Regions from separate parts of the Ovis aries genome. Here region 1 is linked to region 2. Evidence: chromatin contacts called from public Hi-C data. All regions are on one chromosome and are shown on one strand. The core of a region is the stretch at or near the end of the contact, and the rest is flanking DNA. Distances in the headings are between cores, read along the strand shown.

Region 1 (5,566 bases), core at 2,136-4,635, 95 kb after region 2:
TGATCTGATCAGTCCAGGCGGCTCCTGTTTCTGCCTCTAACACCCTGTTGGGCAGTAATAAGATGTTAAAGGCGACAACAGACAGAGAAGCCAGGCTGTCAACTTCAGAGAGGAAGGGGCTGAAGGGTACAAGGAGGAGGAATAAGAAAGGGAGTTGAAGGGAGATCAAAGACAGGCAAGAAGAAAGCTGAACTGCTGAGAGAGGAGATGTGACTCCAGGAGCTTGGGGCCCAACAGAAGACCCCAAAGCAATGAGATTCAAACTGTGCCGTCCAATATTATTCAAGCTATTGAATTACTGAATGTTTCACGTGGAAAAAGCTGGTATAATGAAAAATGGTCCCTACGCAGCTTAGGCAGAGCCCTAAAGAGGTGTTGCTCGTTTCTTCCAGAACATTACCTACTGCCACTTTATCCCCCAGTCCTAGAGGAAACCTTTGTGTGACCAGTTTCTATAGGGGGCGTCCTTGGTGTTGGCTTTTTTTTTTCAAGGGAAGGAAGAAAAAGACTCTGAACGCAGACAGAAAATGCTAATGCTGTTCAGCTCCGTTTCATTGTCAGGAGGGACACAGGAGGATAAAAACGTAGCTCTCCAAACCTTTCTCACTGCTCCCCTCCTCCCAGCACCACCATCCATCCCTTCCGCTTGATGTGCCTCTGCGCTTTGTTCTAATTTATCCCATGCATAATTTATTCACGTGTGTATTGTTTCCTGATCAGCAACTTCTAAAAACAAATGAAACATATAAGATGTTCTATTAAACAAGTTGTTTTTCAAAATAAAGGCAGATGATGTAGGTCTCCCCGTAACGTCGTGCATGCTCCTGTGTTAGGAGTTTTAAAACTGTCTAGGGCGCAGGAGGCTCGGCTGGTTGGTGGTATTGTTTACACCCACTTATCCCCAGGGAAAGGAATCTGGATGCAAAAAATGAGCGGCTAATTATAAATGACCATTCAACTGCCACCTAGAAAAAGCCGACTGGAGTGTCGTGTGTATGCTAGTGTGTGTGTGTGTGTGTGTGTGTGTGTGTGTGTGTGTCGACACGGAATTACAAATACATCACATTGCAACTGTTTCTAATTTACAAAGTACAAGTGTAATAATTCAGAACTAATTCCAATAACCAGCCCGCGACTCTGTCCCTTTCCGCACTTCTAACCCCACCCCACATATACACCCTCCCCGCAAAACGCATCCTTCAGCGGTCCAAAATAAACAGAAACAAAAAACTGGAGCGGGCAGGAATGAGTACAGAGATATTGCGCCCGCCCGCGCGTAAGCGGGTTCCACGGTAACGAGGGTACCGCTTTCCCAACAGGAAACAAACCTGGCGCACAGGCGAAATAGATTTCTCTAACTTGAGTTTACCAGGAGGCATCAGCCCCGCTATGCGTTTTCGGCTGGAAATGTGAAAACTGCAAATCAGCTGTGGGCTCGGTTAAAAACTCACAGCATCAGCGATGTGGCTAGCGAGAGCGACGAAGAGAGGGGATGCCGCGAAGTTACGCCCATTTATTCTGCCATAAAACATTTGTTTTCTTGGGTGAAACACTGTGGCGTTCAAGTGCAGTGTGTCGGAGCTTCCGAGCGAGAACTGAAGCCGGGAGCTGCTCTCTAATCAGCCCCAGCTTCCAACGTCCTCTTAGCAGCGTTCGTGTGTGTGTGCGCGTGTGTGTGTGTGTGTGTGTGTGTGTGTGTGTGTGTGTGTGTATGTAAAACTCCAAAATCTGGGACATTCCTACCCTTTTCCCCTATTACCGATAGGAAATAGCTGGTGCAAACACTTCCCATTTTCTCGGCGCTTTCCTTGGCGTTAAGACCCACCCCCCCCCCCCACCCCCGCTGCCCTCCTCCCACCCCGCGTGCGAACCTGGCTTTCAACTCCTAGGGGAGCCGCGGGTGCGGACGCGGAGGCGCTGAGTTGAAAGAACCAGAGTGGGCATCAGCCACGCACCGTAGAGAATCCGGCACGAAACGCCCCCCCCCCGCCCCCGACACACACACCCGCACCTCCCTCTCTCCTCTCGCCCGCGGCTTCCAGCCCAGCTGCGAAGTCCTAATCCCAGGCGCACAAACCCCCCACCCAGCCACCCACCCACGTCGCGCCGCGATCCGAGGGAGCGCCCCTCTGCCAACATCACTGCCAGTAGCACCCCTGTTAGAGCGATGCTAGTTTCCGAACCACCCCCGGCTCCGCGATCGCGAGCGGACTTGGCGGCTTAACAGTTCCACCGACTGGAAGGAAGGAAGGAAGGAAGCCAGGATAAAAAGGAGTGGGGGAGGAAGGCGGGCAGGAATTGGCTGTGGGACCCGGGGCTGGCCCCTGCGTGTCCTCGCCCAGCCCGCCCCCCTCCGTCCCGGATCTGGGCGTCCGCTCAAAGTCTCCCGGCGGCGGCCAGAGGCACCTGCCCCTCGCTCTGGCCGTGAGCAGACGCTGCCGGCTCGGGCGGCGAGCTCCCCAGTAAGCTGCCTCTCGCTCGCCTTGGCTATTTACCCGCAGGAGCCGATAACACCATTTATGAGACCTGCAGCTCTTCCCTGTCTCCAAATCAACCCCAAGTTAACCCGAGTCGTTCATTTACTACAGCCCATTCCCGGACAAACACACCCGTAGACACACCGGCGACCGCCCGAAGCGCCGTCACGTTCCCGGGGGCTGCCCCGGCAGGAAAGCCCCGGGCAACCACCTGGGCCCCAGGGCTCCCGGGACCCGCTGCTCCCCCCTGCGGTGCTCCCAACTCCGGAAGGTTTGCACAAACTCCCCGCAAGCGATCGGAAGGCAGAGAGCGCCCTGCAAACTCCAGAGCTGCCGCGGTCCGGTCGCCCCGGAGGACCTAGCAGCCGGGCGGGGGGCCGCGGGCTCCGGAGGCGCGGGGCTCAGCCAAGTGCGCCCAAGGCGGCCCCAGAGTCCAGCGCTAGCCCCCAGCAGGGCCGGCCCCGCCACCCCCGCGCCGCGCGCCGCGCTCCCCGCCCCGCGAAGCCGGGGAGACTCAGGGGACCGTGCTGTCCCCGAGCTGCCCACGATCCCCTAGCTGTAGAGCTCGCGAGCGCCTGGCTCCCCTACCGACAACCCCTCTCTTCTCGGTCCGCCAATTTAAAAGAACACAAATGTAACAATTTTCTCCTTGTTAATTGCATCTCCTGACATTTCTGCGCGCTGGGGTTTAGGAAAAAAAAAAAAAAAAGATGAAGAAGTAAGAGCTGAAAGAAAAGAGAGAAGCCCCGCCACGGCTGTAGGTGCCTGTAAGCGCTGTGCATTGGCAGCGCTCCGCACGCAGAAGGCGCCTTTTTTTTCATATTGAAACCACGCGGAATATGTACATTTTTTAGTCTTACTTACGCTTTCAGGGGGTTGTGAATGACAGTCGCCATTTTGCTACAATGTAACAGAATATTGTCTGTCTCAGAGTTCTAAAGGTTCGCTCAGGGGAAGCGGAGAGCCAATCAGAGTACGGGATACCGGCCCGCCGGCCAATCGGCGCGGCTGGTCGCCAAGTGGGTGGAGCCTGCACGGTGGTAGTTATTAGGGGAGCTGTCAAAGCCCAGAGGTCACTCCCTTTTGTAGAGCCCGAGAGCAAGCAGGTCTTAAAGGGGCAGTACCGCGCGAGCAGCTCCTTTTCGGATTGGGGAAAGTGGAGACGCACGGAGAAGTATCTTAGTTTGATTTGAATCCCTACTTTCTAAATAACTGCAGAGAGTTGCGCTCCTGGACGAAAATATTTAAGTACTGGATAGAAACATTTAAGTATTGCCAACAAACCGCTGAACTCCATTCATTAGCTTTTGGCTTTGCTGTTACGTTCCTAAATCCCCCAAACGGCAAATCCCCTTGTTCCCATGCAAAAGTTGAAAGGCTGCCGTTTCGTCTAACACGTGTCCTGTCGTTTGCTAATCCTCTGAGTCTTGCGGCTGTTTTATATTCTCCTTCCCGAAGTGTTGTCTTTATCTCGGGCACCTTCCCTTCTTGGCTTCTTGAAATGCCGCCGCCGTTCCTGGAGACTCCAGGACAGCAGCTCCCCTCCCCCTGGAATGTCTTGATGTCAAGCTCGCTCCCTGGGCTTTCGTTACGTAATGCGAGGTGGTCACTCTGACGGATCCCGACTACCCCCTCTTCTCTTCTCACACACACCAGAAACTTCTGAAATGGTCAGATTCCAGCTGACTTGGGAGCTAACTGGGCCCTGGCACCTTGACCTTTAGGCTTAGGGAAGAGGAGATTTAAAGGAACTTTGCAAACTTTTTGCTCCCAGGAAAGCGAGTAACCAGCCAAAAGTTGTGGAACCTAGGCTGGATGTTGCCAGGGTCTCTTTCGGGGAGTAGCACACCCGATTCTGGAGTCACCTTAAGCTGATTAGATAGAAGGTGAAAAGACTTTGCTAATGAATAATCCGATGTGACCCGAGGCGTTCAGAGAGTCTCTGTCTGCTTCAAGCCAGTGCGAACTACTCACTGGTGAACCCCCGACAAAATCAGAAGACTTCTGCGAAGCCAAGCTTCCACTGGGCAGCCTGGAAGCTCTGGGGGGATGAAATCGCACTAAAGCATGAATAGCGGCCTCGTTAGCATACAGAAATCTGGCTCCCGTCCCAAAGTTGTTTAATCGGGTCAAATAGCTAAAATAGTGGGGGAGGGGTGAAAAAAGGGGAGAGGAGATGCCAAATTGCCAGGTTTTCAAAACTGTGCCCTCTCACTTCCTTTCTCAAAGCTGCTCTCAAAGCAATGGATACAATAAATAAAAATTGTTTTATGTTCCAGAATTTTCAGAGTTCAATTCCACACACTATTAAAGTTACAGATAAACAGAAGAGGACTGAATCAATATGTTTGTAAGGCTTGACATTTTTAACCCCTTCTTTCTGCCAAGTTAATAGCAGAGTCAAGTTCTATAGATTGCTGTGTAACTTTTTTTTTTTGAAGTACAGTTGATTTACAGTGTTGTGTTCATTGCTGCTGCACGGCAAAGTGGTTCAGTTATACATACGCATTTTTTTAATATCCTTTTCCATTATGGTTTATCATAGGATATTGAATATAGTTGTCTATGCTATACAGTAGGACCTTGTTGTTTATCCATTCTGTGTATAATAGTTTACATCTGCATCATACATCTGCTAATCCCAAACTCCCTGTGTAACTTCTTGCACAGCATCTTACAATTTGAAAAGTTATTCCCCTTTTCTAAAATTAAAATTTGAAAAGTCTGGTCCTTTATTAATTTGTCAAGGGATTGGTTCAAAAGCTAATACTTTGCCTGTGATGGGCCTTGACAACATTAAAAAGCCCAAGAAGTATGAGTTTGAACTATCAGTCAGAACTCCCAAAGCCTCCTTGAGATATCAAAAGCACAGCACAGGGAACTCAGTTCAGTGTTCTAGGATGATCTAGACGGGTGGGCTGTAGGGGGTGGGAGGGAGGCTTAAGAAGGAGGGGATATAAATATACTTATAGCTGATTCATGTTGTTGTACAGCAGAAACCAGCACATTGTAAAGCAATTATCCTCTGATTAAAATTTTTTTAAAAAAGCATAGCAATTCAGATTGGAAAGCAAAGCATGTTTTAATAT
Region 2 (5,406 bases), core at 2,452-4,951:
AGCGCCAGCCTGCCCCAGGGCCATCAATATCTCTTCTGAGGACAGGTTATCTGGGGAATTTATGCTCTCTAATAATTACCTTGCAGAGGGTTCCACTTATCTTACCAGAAGAATCTGCCAGTTGCCAGACAACACAGGGTTCTGGCTAATTCCACCCACACTGCCCTCCACCTCCACCCTGGCCCTCCCAGCTTCCCAGCTCCTGTCCTCTGACCTCTAACCTTCCCTTCTCTCTCTGGCCTGAGGGAAGTTGAAAGTAGAAGAGTCTCACAGCGTCCAGCAGGCTGAAGGAGGTTGTGTGTGTCGGGGGGTGGCGGGGGGAGTGTTGGGGGTGGGGGTGCGTGGTGAGCTGTCCCCTATTGATAGACACGAGAGGTAGGTTGATGCAGGGCCTGGGGAAGCTGGCAAAGGGCTGCACAGGAAAAGCAAGAGCAGTGCTCTGGGGCAGACCGATTGGACTATTTTTGTCTTCACCTGACTGATGCCATCAGATCTGGATAGCATTTTTTTTTTAAATTTTTTGTTGTTGTTATCTTCCCATCTCTCCTCAAAACCTTCTTGTCCACACGCCCCTGCCCCGCCCCCCCCCCACCCCCCCCAGCCCTCCAATGACACCTCCTCCAGTAATGGTCTGGCCATTCATGCAGTAACTATCATACACTGCCTTGAGGGGCTGGGGTCTCTTTTCTTCCCTTTGGCCTCAGCTTGTGGGATCCTAGTTCCCCAAGCAGGGATTGAATCCCCCGGCCACAGAGTGTGAGTGTGATGTTCTAACTGCTGGACTGCCAGGGAATTCTCCAGAGTTTCTGTAAACACACATCCCAGCCCCAGCTGTGAGCTCCTTGAGAAAAGGCCATGGTTCATGCCCCCTCCTACCAGCATCAGCTCCTGAGCCTCAGCAGTACCGCTGACCAGGCCAGGCGTGGTTCTAAGCACTTTAGAAATAGGGACACATCTCACCTGCACGATGGTCCCATGAGAGAGATGCTCCACTGATCCCTCATCATGCAGTGAGGACAGCAAGGCTCAGACAGCTTAAGCCAGGAGTCTAAGGTCACTGAGGGACTGGCCGAGCCAGGGTGCGAGCAGGCAAGTCTGTCTCAGAACTGTGCTCTTCGACCACTCCACTCACGCTGCCTTGACAGTAAACATTTGCTGATCCATGGGAACGTTTTACATTATACCCACTGGACTGCAAGGAGATCCAACCAGTCAGTCCTAAAGGAAAGCAGTCCTGAATATTCATTAGAAGGACTGATGCTGAAGCTGAAGCTCCAATACTTTGTCCACCTGATGCGAAGAACCAACTCATTGGAAAAGACCCTGATGCTGGGAAAGATTGAGGGCAGAAGGAGAAGGGGACAACAGAGGAAGAGATGGTTGGATGGCATCACCAACTCAATGGGTACGAGTTTGAGTACACTCCGGGAGTTGGTGAAGGACAGGGAGGCCTGATGTGCTGCAGTCCACGGGGTCGCAGAGTCGGACACGACTGAGCGACTGAACTGAATTGAACCTACTTACACCACCTTTTTCTAAAATAATAATATGTATTAAATAATATGGAGAAGGCGATGGCACCCCACTCCAGTATGCTTGCCTGGCAAATCCCATGGACGGAGGAGCCTGGTAGGCTGCAGTCCATAGGGTCTCGAAGAGTCGGACACGACTGGGCAACTTCACTTTCACTTTTCACTTTCCACTGTCATGCACTGGAGAAGGAAATGGCAACCCACTCCACTGTTCTTGCCTGGAGAATCCCAGGGACGGGGGAACCTGGTGGGCTATTGTCTATGGGGTCACAGAGTCGGACATGACTGAAGTGATTTAGCAGTATTAAATAATAAGAAAAACAGCTCACGGTCACTGCTCATGTGTAGACGCCAGACCTCCCCCTCACCCTAGATGGTGACGCCATGATCCAACCGGTGCCCAGCTCCCCGAAGCCTGTCTGCCTTGAAACACCATCCTCCTCCTGGTAGGGGGCCTGCAGCCCCCTCTACAGGCATCCTCTGGTCGTTACAGGGCTGGCTGCTTCTGCTCCTCCCGCTCTGCTCAGCCCACCCCCTCAGAGAGCACCTATTCTTCACCCATCACTCTGGTTTATGGTCTTTTCAGCACCTTGCCAACTATTAAAACTTATTTTATTTATATTTACTTGCTACCTGTCTTCCCCCCGCTTAGATATGTCAGCTCCTAGGAGGAAAGACTGGTCTGGCTTGTTCACCCTTGTATTCCCAGTGCCTAGGGCTGGGTACCTGGCAGAGGAGGCACTCAGTAAGTATCACGTGGGCACTGGATAAATGATACCCCATTAGGCCTTACACAATACATGGCAGCTGCTCAGCTGGACACTTTCATGTGAACCCAGCTGATCTGTGTGATCTTCATTTACAGTACACAAGGAACCTTGCTGAGTACTTAGTATTTCATTATACCCCAATGTGACAGAGACTGTCTTTACCATTCCCATTTTACAGATGAGGAAACTGAGGCTTGGAGAGCTTACACACTCCCCCAGGACCGCACAGAGGTACACTGAGTCCAGCCCCTATTCTGTCTGCCTCCCCGAATCTCTTCCATTGGCCCTTCCCAGTTTTCTCTCTGCCATGCTTCTCCCTGCCATGTCCCCCCAGGACTCCTGCACAGTCAGCCACTTGCTCCCTCCCCTCTGCCTCTGGTGGCCTGGGCCAGCCACAGGTGCCAGGGGCAGATCAGAGAGAAGGAAAAGAGTGAGATGGGGTCTGAATTCCCTCGGCTACCTCCTCGCTGGGTCACTGTGGGGTGGCTGCAGCTTCTACTAAAGGTCACAGCTCCTGTCGGGCAGCCCTCTCCACACACAGCTGCCCTCTGCCATCCCAGGGACTGTCCCCTCTCCCCTTGACCTCATCCTGGGGCGCTGCCATCTCCTTGTACCTTCCCCTGTCCACACTTTCATAAATAGCCATCTCCGGGTGAAGCAGCGGCTTTCCGCTGGAACCCCGAGTCTCCAACATGCAAACTCTGCCCAGCCTCTGCACCTCCTCCAGAACCACCACCACCCCCTGCAGTCACTGCCCCCTCGGCTGCCCCTGCTCCCTGCAGCTGCCTCCGCCAGGCCCTTCCCTACAGCCTGGGGGCTGTCTCCTTCCAAGACCTATAAATAAATGGTGACTTGCTGGCTGAAGGTTTTCCTGGCAGACTCTGCCCTTTGCCAACCACAGAGCGGGAGAGGGGCACTCCAGGGAGGCCCTGCAGGGACCACAGCCTCCGCCCAGGACTGGAATGGGAAAGCACAGGTGACTGCACCCAGGGCAGGGGTGTCCTTTGCTGGACTCAGGCTCCTCGGTGGCAGCCTGCTGGGGACCCCTCAGATGGTGTGCCGGTAATTCACACAAAGCTGGTGGCCCCCCAGCCTCAGCGATCACACTTGTCAGGCCACCGAAGTGTGGCAGGTATGGGACTCAGCTGCCACGTGGGTCATCCTCCCTGAAACCGACAGATGAGGAAGTTGCAGCTCAAAGAGGACAGGGAACTTAACCAAAGCCACAAAGCTACTAAGTGGCCAAGGTTGGAGATCAAAGTACATATCAGTCCACATCCTCAGACTTTAATTTCCCACCAGTCCAGGTGACCTCACAGGCCAGCCCCTTAACTCGGCAAGGTCACAGACTCAAACCCAGTCCAGGGAGACAGTCCAGAGTCACCGGCCACCCAAGGTCAGAAGCAAGTCAGGTGGAGTGGAGGTGTGGGCTAGGGAAGGGAGTGGAGGGCTCCAGGCTGTCTGGAATGACAGGCCCCCACCGCTCCTTTCTACAGAGCTGACAGGGAGCCGTGTGTGCTCATCCTGGTGCCCACAGCAGCATTTCAACAAACCCACCCACAGGCTCGGACCCTCCATCTCCATGTTCCAGACAGTCACGAGGAAACTCCAGAGGAGGGCGGAGGGACCAGGTGGCAACAAAAAGGGAGAAAGCCTTCCTGCTGTGGGACCTAATATTCCCCATTAACACAATTCAAAGACTATAAAGACTTGTTTTCTTTTTTGGAAGGCAATGGCAAAAAAAAACACACACATTTTTAGTCTTGGGAGTGATTTTTGGAGGATATAGACTCGTAATGATGCACACAGGCACACACACGCGCATGCGCACACACACACACACACACACACACACACACACACACACACACACACACCCCAGCTCTGCCACCACACAGCCCAAAATAGTCCAGACTTCAGTCCTGGCTCCTGGCTTCCTGGAGAACCCAGCTCAGCACAGTCTCCTGACCTCAGTCCACATGATTGCTGGCCAGCTCGTTCCCCGGAGTAACAAGCACTCCCAGGACCCACAGCAGTGACACCTGCACGTCCAGACCATCCCACCCCCACCAAGCCCTGTCTGACGTGTCCTGACAGGATGAGGTCCAATTAGCAGAGGATGTTTCTGGTGACCCAGCGTGAGATGGGCCCCAAGTCTCCAGAGCCTTCCTGAACCTTCTCTCCCCTAGTCCCTCTAAATCTTAAATCACTGATGTGACGTCTCTAGGTGAATGGCTCCCACAGCATTTTATAGACTGTTTGGAAAACATCCAGAACAGAAAATATTCTTTAAAACAAACCAAAAAAAGACCATTTTAAAACACACAGAACTCAGCTTTAAATCTGTGCACAACTGGAATTTGAATACTTTCACTCTAATCAAAAACATTCCCTGCCCGGGACTTCCCTGGCAGGCCAGTGGTTAAAAGTCTGCGCTCTCAATGCAGGGGGCACAGGTTTGATCCCTGGCCAGGAAACTAAGATCCTGCATGCCACACGGTGTTGCCAAAACAAAAAGATTCCCTGCTCTTCCCTTTAAATACCAACAATATAATCTTCCCTAAAGATAAGAGAGGGCTTTCCTGGTGGCTCAGCGGTAAAGAATCCACCTACCAATGCAGGAGATGCGGGTTCAGTCCCTGGGTCAGGAAGATCCTCTGGAGGAGGAAATGGCAACCCACACCAGTATGCTTGCCTGGGAAATCCTATGGGCAGAGGAGCCTGGTGGGCTACAGTCCATGGGGTCGCAAAGAGTCAGACACCACTTAGCAACTAAACAAGAACAGCAGCAAAAGAGCAAAGAGTCAGACGTGACTTAGCCACTAAACAACACAAAAGATAGGAGAATGGCAAACATCATTAGATGCAATTAATATTCAGAGAAACTGAGAACAAAAGAAGGAAAATCAACATCTTTGCCTCGCTCTGCCCAGTGTTGCAAACAGAGTAATAAGTTGTGGGAGACCTGGAGAGGAAGGAAATCAAAACTGTCAGACAGCAGTTATGAGGCAATTTAATGAAGCTGCATCGTCCCATACAAACTGGCTGGGCAAAGAAGACCACTAGGGCTGACAAGACATTCCTGGGGATGGTATAGGGCAGAG

Evidence for each region. A called contact is a pair of places that touch in the nucleus more often than the background predicts.
Region 1: a Hi-C map of liver shows a contact between it and region 2, with 2.3 times the contacts expected there. The contact joins the promoter of DPF3 here to the enhancer-like site in region 2. A contact is called at or near these places in 3 of 16 Hi-C or Micro-C datasets (hypothalamus, liver and muscle).

What each region holds. Positions count from the first base shown.
Region 1 is chr7:82,487,262-82,492,827 of ARS-UI_Ramb_v3.0, forward strand. It overlaps DPF3 (double PHD fingers 3), which reads right to left and starts at 3,386. Exons shown (of 11, transcript XM_012181974.4): 1 at 3,342-3,386. The coding sequence starts at 3,373.
Region 2 is chr7:82,392,075-82,397,480 of ARS-UI_Ramb_v3.0, forward strand. All of the region lies in intron 1 of DPF3 (double PHD fingers 3), which reads right to left. Among named protein-coding and RNA genes, the nearest start is that of DPF3, 96 kb to the right of the region's middle. Within about 2 kb of position 3,702, at least 7 of the 54 cell types and tissues checked have an H3K27ac peak or open chromatin away from gene starts, as enhancers often do. A contact at or near this core is called in liver and muscle, where this site is marked.